Linked DNA regions of Mus musculus: region 2 is linked to region 1. The links are chromatin contacts, called in public Hi-C maps. All regions are on one chromosome and are shown on one strand. The core of a region is the stretch at or near the end of the contact, and the rest is flanking DNA. Distances in the headings are between cores, read along the strand shown.

What was found. A called contact is a pair of places that touch in the nucleus more often than the background predicts.
Region 2: a Hi-C map of cerebral cortex shows a contact between it and region 1, with 2.1 times the contacts expected there. The contact joins two enhancer-like sites. A contact is called at or near these places in 1 of 484 Hi-C or Micro-C datasets (cerebral cortex) and 6 of 115 datasets of contacts at active chromatin or transcription factors (differentiating embryonic stem cells, embryonic stem cells, epiblast stem cells and 2 more).

Annotation. Positions count from the first base shown.
Region 1 is chr6:37,094,539-37,099,445 of GRCm38.p6, reverse strand. Dgki (diacylglycerol kinase, iota) reads left to right here. Exons shown (of 34, transcript NM_001081206.2): 4 at 1,820-1,894; 5 at 3,142-3,198. Among named protein-coding and RNA genes, the nearest start is that of Gm52857, 190 kb to the right of the region's middle. Within about 2 kb of position 2,500, at least 39 of the 459 cell types and tissues checked have an H3K27ac peak or open chromatin away from gene starts, as enhancers often do. A contact at or near this core is called in cerebral cortex, where this site is marked.
Region 2 is chr6:37,396,228-37,401,134 of GRCm38.p6, reverse strand. All of the region lies in intron 1 of Creb3l2 (cAMP responsive element binding protein 3-like 2), which reads left to right. Among named protein-coding and RNA genes, the nearest start is that of Gm33275, 19 kb to the left of the region's middle. Within about 2 kb of position 2,039, at least 85 of the 459 cell types and tissues checked have an H3K27ac peak or open chromatin away from gene starts, as enhancers often do. A contact at or near this core is called in cerebral cortex, where this site is marked.

The DNA of each region.
Region 1 (4,907 bases), core at 1,251-3,750:
GGATGTAGAGGAAGACACTTGGAGCGATAGCCTTAGGTTCTGATTTTCCTTATCTTTCGTTGTCTGAAAAATTAGTTGCCAAACATACTTACTGTTCTACATCATGTTAGGAAGACCAATGCCAAGAGGGGGATCACACATTAAGAGCTCACAGACACACAGTGTTGTTGCTGAGGTGTTCTGTGCACTCGGCTGGAAGCTGGTGACTTAGTTATCAATGCTATCCACAGAGACTGATGTCTAGACTTGGATGATGGGTCCACAGAGGAAATAAAAAGTGACAGTTTCTTTTCTTCTACCTTCCCCAGCATCCCCAGGGCTGTCTGTCCCTCCAGGGCCCTGTCTCTACAGAAGTGTTAGGTGTGATCCACTGGGCTCCACTGTCCTTCCTCAGGGAAGCCAGCCATCAGTCACAGGTTGCCAGCAGTCTACACTGACACCTTCCAAATGCACAAGCACTCCCAGCCTTTCCCATGTGGGCTCTTTGATAATCTCTGTTATTATGAGTTTTTGTGCTCAAAATAGGTTTGGTGTAATATTTATTATAATATTTAATATTTATTTGGTAATATTTAGTTTATTAATATATATATGTATGCATATATGTATATTTATGTGTATGATGCTAGGTTCAAAACAGCTGTGTCTTAGCATGAAAAATAACAGCTAACCCATTAAATGATTTGTTATGTGGTTCCAATTCATCACCTAAGGGAGGCAAGCACTGGTTTGAAGAAGAGCCTGTTGAAGAAAGTAACTGTTTACAGTCTTTAGAAAGTTTAAGATCCTCACACACTACATGCTGCATTTGCTGCTGTGGTAGTTACTACCATCCAACAGAATTATCCCGGCAGGCAGCTCTTGCTCAGGCCTGTCCTTGTAGAGGCCTCTGCACATCCCTAGGCGATGCTGGCAGGAGTGACATCAGAAGCCCATACGGTCATCTCTCTACGTGCACCATGTTCGAGTGTTTAATCATTGGAGATAACATAGACCCCAGAAAGCTTTTCTCTGTGAATTTAAACGCGTGCCCAAAATCAAGGCTAAATTTGATGGCACTTAGGAGCCAGACACATTGGGTGTGCTGTGCCCTAATGGGGCGATCTTGGACCGGTCACTGGCTGCGTGTGGGTTTTCTTACCTGTGAAGCAGGGATAGATAAGGGCTATCCCTACTTCACAAGGCTGTAAAGGTTAAGTGAATGACCATCTGTGATGTGCCTGTCAGGGCATAGAGCAAGACCTGTATTCTAACCAGTGGCCCACGCTGTCCTTGTTGCTAGTGGTTTGTTATTGTTGCTTCCTGGGTGTGAATCCCGACTTGTAATCTCGCTCCTGAAGATTTGGGTAGAAACCCAAATAGCACCGACGAGATTTGTGCCTAGAACAGAAGCTTAAAGCAACCAGTCATGGAGATGCAGCCTCCGAGAGTATGGGTGGAATGCTTGTTTTGTACATAAGAATATTGACTCTGTCCCTCAAGAGTGAAGTTGGAATGTGTGAAAAAGTTTGAAAACGTAAGGACAGTGCTTGCGTTGTTCAGGCGTAGCACTTAAAACTGGTGTAACAGACTAAAGACCTTGGTTTATGTTATAAGCCCTCTTTGTAACAGGTATTGCTGTTATATTGCGAAGAAGCCTGTCTAGGCCACTGGTGTGCCTGTGGGTAGTTACCTTGACATGTTTAGGGGTTTTCAATTTGCTTAGTAACAGAAGCACTTACAATTTTGCTTAATTTAAGGAGTCTCGCGTTCATTCCAGGGAAGTCTCCAGAACAGCTTGCTAACACTTCTCTCCTGTATTTTGAATTGAATGTTGTAGAAATCCGCTCTCAGGAGGAAGTGTGCCGTCTGCAAAATCGTGGTCCACACAGCCTGCATTGAGCAACTAGAGAAGGTAAGCGAGCGCCACCTGCTGGCGAGTGTGTTGGCTTCGGTCACTTACCAAGATCTGGTGTCAATGTCTAACTTTTTAAAAAACAAAACCAAAAATTGTTGAGTTCAGGATGACTTACCAGAATAACAATGAAAAGACAATATATAAAGGTCAGCCATGGTCTTGTTTTCCTGGGTTTAATTTGATATTATGTTGCATTGAACTTTGGGAAAGCTTGGCAACACTTACAATAAGCCTTTTAAGATTGTAGCTTCCATATGTTTCTCTCGGTGAGTTCACATATTCCTAAAGGAGCTCGAAGGGAGAGTTAGCCAAGCCAGCCGAAAGCAGCTCCCAGATGCTGCTGCAGACCTCACGGGCAGCAGTTTTTGCTGGTGCAGCATGAAATGTGTGGCTAAGCCAGGAGTGGCATCCCAAGGGTGGTGTCTTGTCTCCAGAAGTGGATTCTGAACTGTCTATTCATTTACCATCTGGGGGGAAGGGCAGAGCTCTGCGAGAGAGCTGCTTGCTGCTCTCATTTATAATTCCTCCTCCGTGTCCAGGCGAGACACTGAGTGGGATCTATATTCGTGCGCTGCCCTTGGCAATCACGGTGGGACTATTTTAGCTTTGTACAATGTTTGCTTAGCTTCGCCAGCACCTCCAGCTGCTGTCAACCTATATCTCACAGCCATGCCTAACACTTGGACTAGATTTTTCTCGTCTGCACTCTACTTCACTTTATACAGGAGCAAAAGAGCTCACGAGGACACTTCTCATCCACAGAGCAAGGCAGTGCTGAGTCCTTTTACAGGGAATATCTGTGCGTGTGTTTGAATGGTTATCACAGCAGTTAGGACTTCTCAGGTTTATATTTTCTACTTTAAAAAAAAAAGCAAAAAAAAAAAAAAAAAAAACCCAACTTACCCGGATGACTTCAGCTGCCATGTACTTTACCTGTGACTTTGGTCTCCATTTTTCCAGATTCATGGGCTAAGAACGTTTTTGTTTGTTTGTTTGAAGTTAGACTGCATGGATGAGAATGCAGGACTGCCGACTGGAGGTGTGAAATGGCACTGTACCTCTGTGGATCGTCTAGTGAGATGCTTCGGGAGAGTAGGAGCAGGCTAGAACGGATTCCTTATTCTTCCTGGGCTTGGTTTATAGCCTTCATGTCTACCACTATTGGTTGCTTTCTGGTCTCAGGTAGCTCTCTTCAACCTGTTGCTCGTCACTAACATTAACATACTTTTCTCTTCAAATGGCAGATTAATTTCAGATGTAAACCAACATTTCGGGAAGGAGGCTCCAGATCGCCAAGAGAAGTGAGTTTTGTGAGTTGTTTCAGAGAGCACCTTGAACTCTCCTAGGTTCACCGAATCTCCCAGGGATTCACCTAGGATTGACAAATGAGGTCTGTCTCCCCTCATTATACAGCAGTTTCTTCTTAATGTGTCAATAAGGACAAAGAGTCTCCAAGATTCTTCGGTATACTGTACTTTATTCTGTCAGTGGAGTGGGTTTGGGAGCCAGAGTCTTAACGCATGAAATGGAAAAGTGGGGTTGGGGGAGTTCCCCATTATTCTAGACAGTTTAGAACTAGGGTCTGAGTTGTACTCTCTAGTCCACAAAAGGAGGATGAGGAAAAGGAGGGAGGGAGGGAGGGAGGGGGGGAGGGAGGGAGAGAGGGAGAGGGGGAAGAGGAGGAGGAGGAAGAGAAGGAGGGAGGGAGGGAGGGAGAGAGAGAGAGAGAGAGAGAGAGAGAGAGAGAGAGAGAGAGAGAGAGAGCCAGATAATGGGCTTTCTGAGAGATGTGGGCACTGATTGAATCTTTTAGGACTCTTCTAGGGCAAAGGGTGCGATGTGAGATACAGGGAGACAACCATTTAGACAGAAACAGCAGCAGCACATAAGCCTAGGTGAGAGCTTAGTAAGATGCATTACTTGGGAGGAGAGTTAGAGCTAGACAGTGGAAGTCAGGCTTCCACTTCCTTGGACGCAGGCTGGAAGTCATCAGGGATTTGCAGGTTCGCACTGCGCTATCTAAGTAGAATATATTATGCTGCCTGCAGTGTGGAGGGAACATCATGAGGGTCGATGCTGTTGGGGACATAGAGACAATTAGAGCAGCTCTTGCCATAGAGGTTAAGAAATAATTGTGTCTGAGCTGAGAGAAACATGCTTGCTAAGATGAGTTTACAGGTGTAAAGTTGGCAAGAATTAGTGAAGGATTTTGGGTGTGTGGGGAGTTATCCTTATAAATCAAGCTTCCATTGAGCAAAACTGATTCATTGTTGTAAGAAGGTTATTTGAGGAATGAATCTGATGTGAAGATGCAGAATATTTGATCACATTGTGAACCCTAAGATTGTGGACTGGTTGTGGTATGGCTCAGCTACCACAAACCTTTTATCCAAGAGTTGTCTGTTTATTGTAAACAGGTTGTTGTGGTGTGGTCAGCCCTAGCACACAGCTTTGCTTTGCTCTTCTCTCCCCTCCCCTCCCCTCCTCTCCCCTTTCCTTTCCTTTTCTGTTTTTTTGGGTTTTGTTTTGTTTTTTGTTTTTTTTCGAGGCAGGGTTTCTCTGTGTAGCCCTGACTGTCCTGAAACTCACTCTGTAGACCACACTGGCCTTGAACTCAGAAATCCACCTGCCTCTGCCTCTCAAGTGCTAGGATTAAAGTTGAGTGCCACCACTGCCCTCACACACAGCTTTAATGCAAAAATCTTTTTGTAAATGGATTAAATAAAGGCCAGATAGATAAAGAGGCAGAGCAAGCAACCAGTTGACAGGGAAAGAACATAAGAAAACCCAGGAAAGGGAAAGGAGGGTTTTGAGTTGAAGGGTATTTAAAACAGGATGGAGTGGGGGAGGTTTTTTTCCTGCTGGGACATCAGTGGTATAAAAAAGTCACCTGGGTACTTTCTGACAGCAGGTTTTCACCCCAGCATCTTGCTCTTCTGAGTCTTCATTGGTAAAATTGAACAACTAGGATTTAAAAAACAAAGCAAATCAAAAAACAAAAAACAAGAGA
Region 2 (4,907 bases), core at 790-3,289, 300 kb before region 1:
GCTGAAAATAGCAGAACCCCAGCAGGGGCCTCTTGGATGGAATCTTCTCTCCATGAAGAGTGAAGAGTTTTTTACCCTGTGACTCACCAGAACAGCTTTGTTTATTCTTTAAGCTTGCACCTCAAGCGCGCGCGCACACGCGCGCACACACACACACACACACACACACGCAGCCCTCTGGTTTTCCTCCTGACGAGGTTGCATGTCTGTGTGATATCTCTGGCTGGTGTGAAAGTCATGATGTTTTTCCACTCTGCAAAGGTCCTCTTTGTTTGACTAGCCATGAAGACCTCTCCTTTACTTGGTTGTCTGGCTGCCTGCTGTTTGTTGAGCTAGTTTGCATCAACAGTTGCCTAGACACCATGTGAAGACAGGCTTGGGTAAAGACTTTTCCTTTTTTCCCTTCCTTCTTTTCTTCCTTTCTTCCATTCTTTCTTTCTATCACAGGTGCATTCTGATTAAGATTGGTGTTATAAATAGATCACTGTATATATCCTGGCCTTAAGGTACATGGAAGTCAAACCAGAACCCCATACATGGGGTTACCTCCATGTGCCTGTAGTCAACAATCCAGGATGGTCATAGATGACCCAAACCTTCCTCTTCCACAACTTCCCTCCATGGAGACTCTGTGTTGTAAATTGCTGGCCCTTTTTAAAGAACATTAGCAAAACCAACAGAAAAATTTCAGACACCATTATTCATCTGCCAGCTACTCGGAGCTCAGCCAGGCTTGAGTGTGTGTGACGGGAGAAGGTGGGTGCCCCAAGTTGGTCATGATGCGGGAATGTGTTATATGGAGTGGCCATCAATCAGCCCAGTGATACGCAGGTTTTCAGCAGAGCAACACTAGGAGCTAATCCTCTTTTAAAAGCAGTTACAGTGACTTAGAGGGACAAACTCCCTAACCCTGAATTCTGTTACTTCCCAGGAAACAAATCATGATGGAGTCAAGAGACACCAGTGGGCACACCTTCAAAGTTCTTATTAAATGATTCAAGGATTCTTAAACTCCTGGGCAGGGAACTAAATGATTGTGGCCGGACCTGGGGTCAAAGGAGAAAGAGATGCCAGGAAAGGATAGTGTTGGTAAAGTCAGCAAATATTGACTAAGCACCTCCTACTCGCAGAATTTCCCTTATAGGTGGGGTAGGGTCACTGTCAAACAGTCAACAAAGTAGGAGTCAGATAATAAAGTCCAGAACAGATAAATGTTAATTTCAGATAATGACAAGAGCAAATGTGGATGATAAAACGGTTTTGTGACCCCAGGGTAGGCATAGGCACCGACTTCTGGAGCTGGCTTTTGATATGGGCTGCTGGGGGCCTGGGAGGGGTTTGGAATCAACAGCCAGGAGATGGGGAAGGAGGTGCATCATGGAAGAGATAGAAATCCAGACGCAGAGGATGTGCAGGGCTTAGACAACAAACTATGTCCAAGTTTCCCAGATGGTCTTAATTGCCTTTGGGGGGGGGGACGCCTAGCAGGGTATTAGTCACAGAAATGACAATAAGGATATGTAGATTTTCCCTGTAATCGCTTCTTGCTATTTGCAAAATAGCAAGTCCCACAAAGTCATTGAACTATCTAATAGCAGAGGAGAGAAATGTGAAGATTCTCATAAGCCTCTCATGCCAGCATTTTTATCAGCCAGTTGATACATAGTCTTAATAGTGTGTGCATCTGTTTAGGGACACCTCATTCAATGAGTTCTGCTGGCTTGTTTACACTGGACTACGGTCCAGAGCACCATACCTTGTTTGGATGGCACTTATCTAGCCTAAGGATGGTTTCTGTGAGGCACGTCATCATCTCCTTGCTTTGGGGAGCAAAGGCACCTCACAACTGTGCCTGGAGCTGCTTCAAACAGCAGACTGACTCATCGACAGTGCACAGATGTGTAAACACGACACTGAACAGACCCCGCAGAGGACACCGTTTCCGGTGTGAGGATGGAGTCAGGCTGCTGGCACCCGGAGCCTGAGCAGCAGTGACCTCAGTTTTCCGTGCTTTGCACAGACTCGCAAGAGACTCCCACTGGGAGGGGGGGTGGCAAGTAAACCCTAGCAAGCAAATGAGTCACAAATACGGAGTCTGTGGGTAGTACAGTGTGTCCCACTGTCCTCCTGACTGGTGCTACATGGTTGACAGTATGGTAAGTGGCTTGCCATGAATGCAGCTCTATTCACAGAGCCAACTCTTGAAAGCCCGAGGAGGAGGTAGCTGAAAAGGCCGAGGTAGGTAAGAAACAGCCCCATATGTCTTAGGAAGGTTGAGGGCAGTCATTTGCCTTTCACTTAGGAGGGAGCTTCATGTGCTGTGGACTAGCTGCCCAGAAAACAGTGCAGCTATAAGCTGACTGGAATCATACCTGCCTCTACCTAAAATAATTGGCAAGTATTTTGCCCACTGTCCTGGATAGTGAGTCTTGCCCCTTTCTTTGCTCACTATCATTTGGTAAGAATAGATGTACATGAAAATCGTAGCTCATGTTGCCCACTCGACACAGACAGACATGGTTCTCTATGTACTTATTTCAAAATTGTACGTGCTCATGATGTTCATGCTGCACCCATGCCTTCAACATGAAGGATGAATTAATTAGCTGTGAACTCTAACTTTTCACGGAAGGATGGTCTCGTGGGAAAATGTGGTTCTTACACTCAGGGAAATAGATGCTCATTTTCTGTCTCTGCCCCTCTCTGAGCTGCACAATTTTGGGCCCATTGTAGATCTTTTCTGGGCTCACACTTTCTCATTGGTAAACTGACTAACTAATATGTCTGTTGTAAAGATTTATTAAAATAATATATTTAGCCATTTTCCTCGTCATGCTTCCGTGGCTAGGCCTTAGTGGACAGCTAGCTCTTCGGTGGCTTCCTAGATAAAATGAATGAATCATCGTGTAGACAGCGACCTTTGTCTCCCAGCTGCTCTGCCTGGAGAGGATCACTCCCAATCGAACCGTTATCACATCGTCCGTGTACCCTGGCTTCTGCATCAGTAAACACCTTAGCCTGATGTCACTATTGACTTTCTTCCTTTTAAACACAAATGTTCTAGAGTACACACAGAGGAAGATTCCCTTAGATTCTTTTCCCCTCTAATCTTGAGGGAGATGTTGCCAGGTTTTCTGTGTCCCCTGGTGAGTCAGGGGCTCAGGAACACTCACTTGGTATGACAGACAAATATGAAAGGGATGGACAGCTACTGGTCTAGTGTGGTACCTGTCACATCAAGGGAAAAGTACAGTACCAGGAATGGCTTGAACCACAGGATCCCGACCAGTAGCCAAGTCTTGGAGGTACTCGACAAGGGATATAAAGATTCCCCATTTTATGATAATTTCGCAATTACATGATACTATATGGTTCTTTATACCTAATAAGGACATTTTACAGAATTTATACTTGATTTTAAAACTCTATTTATCATACTGTGGATTGGGCCCAGGGCCATGGGTATGCTAGGTAAGTTCTCTGTTACTGAGCTTCATTCTCAACCCAGGAGATTCTTTTAAAAGACTCTATGTGAAGTTAGCAGGTGAACCCAGCTACCAGAGAGCGTCATAAGGTCAGCCTGACAATGGCAAAGACCACAGGTCGCCGTCTCATGCTAAGTGGCTCTGTCTCGCTGAACTTTGATAGCTGCTATCTGGAGGAGAGAAATTTGTTTGTGTTGCCTTGACTTTTGAGATAACCTGGGTCCTTGATGGTCTCTGGACCCTGAGGTGAGCTGACTCATTGTTCAGCTATGGGGAGGAAAGGGAATTTTTATGGACTTGATTGGGTCTCTTTTCCATGTTATGTGACAGTCCTACCACATCTCCCATTATAGTTGTTTGTCCTGTTATATCTCACACTTATGTAGACATATGCAATGTCCCATGTTTGCTCTGATTGCTGTAATTTCTCTAATGACCATCTGTTGTTTTGTGTATACCACAGAACAAAGGCAATGCGATGCACCGAGCACACACCTAGGATCGGGTAGTCTCAAGCAATGGACGGGATGAGAAAGAAGTTATTGTAATGAAGCTACTTTTCAGCAGTTCACTAGCATTCATGCTGTCATAATCAATTCAGTAGAAAGATTCAAACTAGAAAACCCATGTGTTGAGCCAAGCACACTTTTAAACAGCTGAGAAAGCATTCTGAAGGTTTAATACTTGCCTTGATTAAGGCTAACTAACATTCTGTTTCCTTCTGGTAGTCGCAACAGGTATCTGCTAGCGGGAGCCAAGTAGGGACACCAAAACTGTAACACATCTATTTTATTTTAGCCTTAAAGAGTTAGAGAGTTGGAGAATAGAGAAGTCATAGGTAATTTTTGTTCCCACCACAGTCTTTCTCTGGCTATTATCAAGCCTGAAGCTTGGGCACGAGCTGAGGAAAATTAATTGGATCCTGAATGGAATTTGGGCAGAATATAGTACCAGCCTCTATAGTGGATAAATGATTTTTTAAGTGTCCTGGCAGGCCCTGAGCTATAAGACAGTTTCTCTGTATATCTAGAACTTAGTCTAGTTTACCCAACACATCCTGAATTTGTCTTCTCTGAATTGAAGACAAAGAGGCTGGAGAACATAGTGAGATACCATGGAGGCCTCAAGCCATCGAGGAAAGCAAGTGTGGTCTTGAAAGGTGCCTGGGATTGGGGGTAGAAGAGGCTTCGTTGAGGTCACATGGAGATCTTGTTCCTACATGGATCCAGGCACCAGAGCAGGAGGACCTGGAAGGGTAGTTACATGGAGGAAGTGCCAGGTTACAGAGCTGGTCACAGAGCTAGCTGAAACCGGCTGGAGGGAGACTGATGCAAGGTCAGCTTGCACAGACAGGCAGAGAGAGGAAGAAGATGTGGAAATGAGTCTTCCAGAAGCATCAGCAGTCAAGCTGCGTTGTGACCA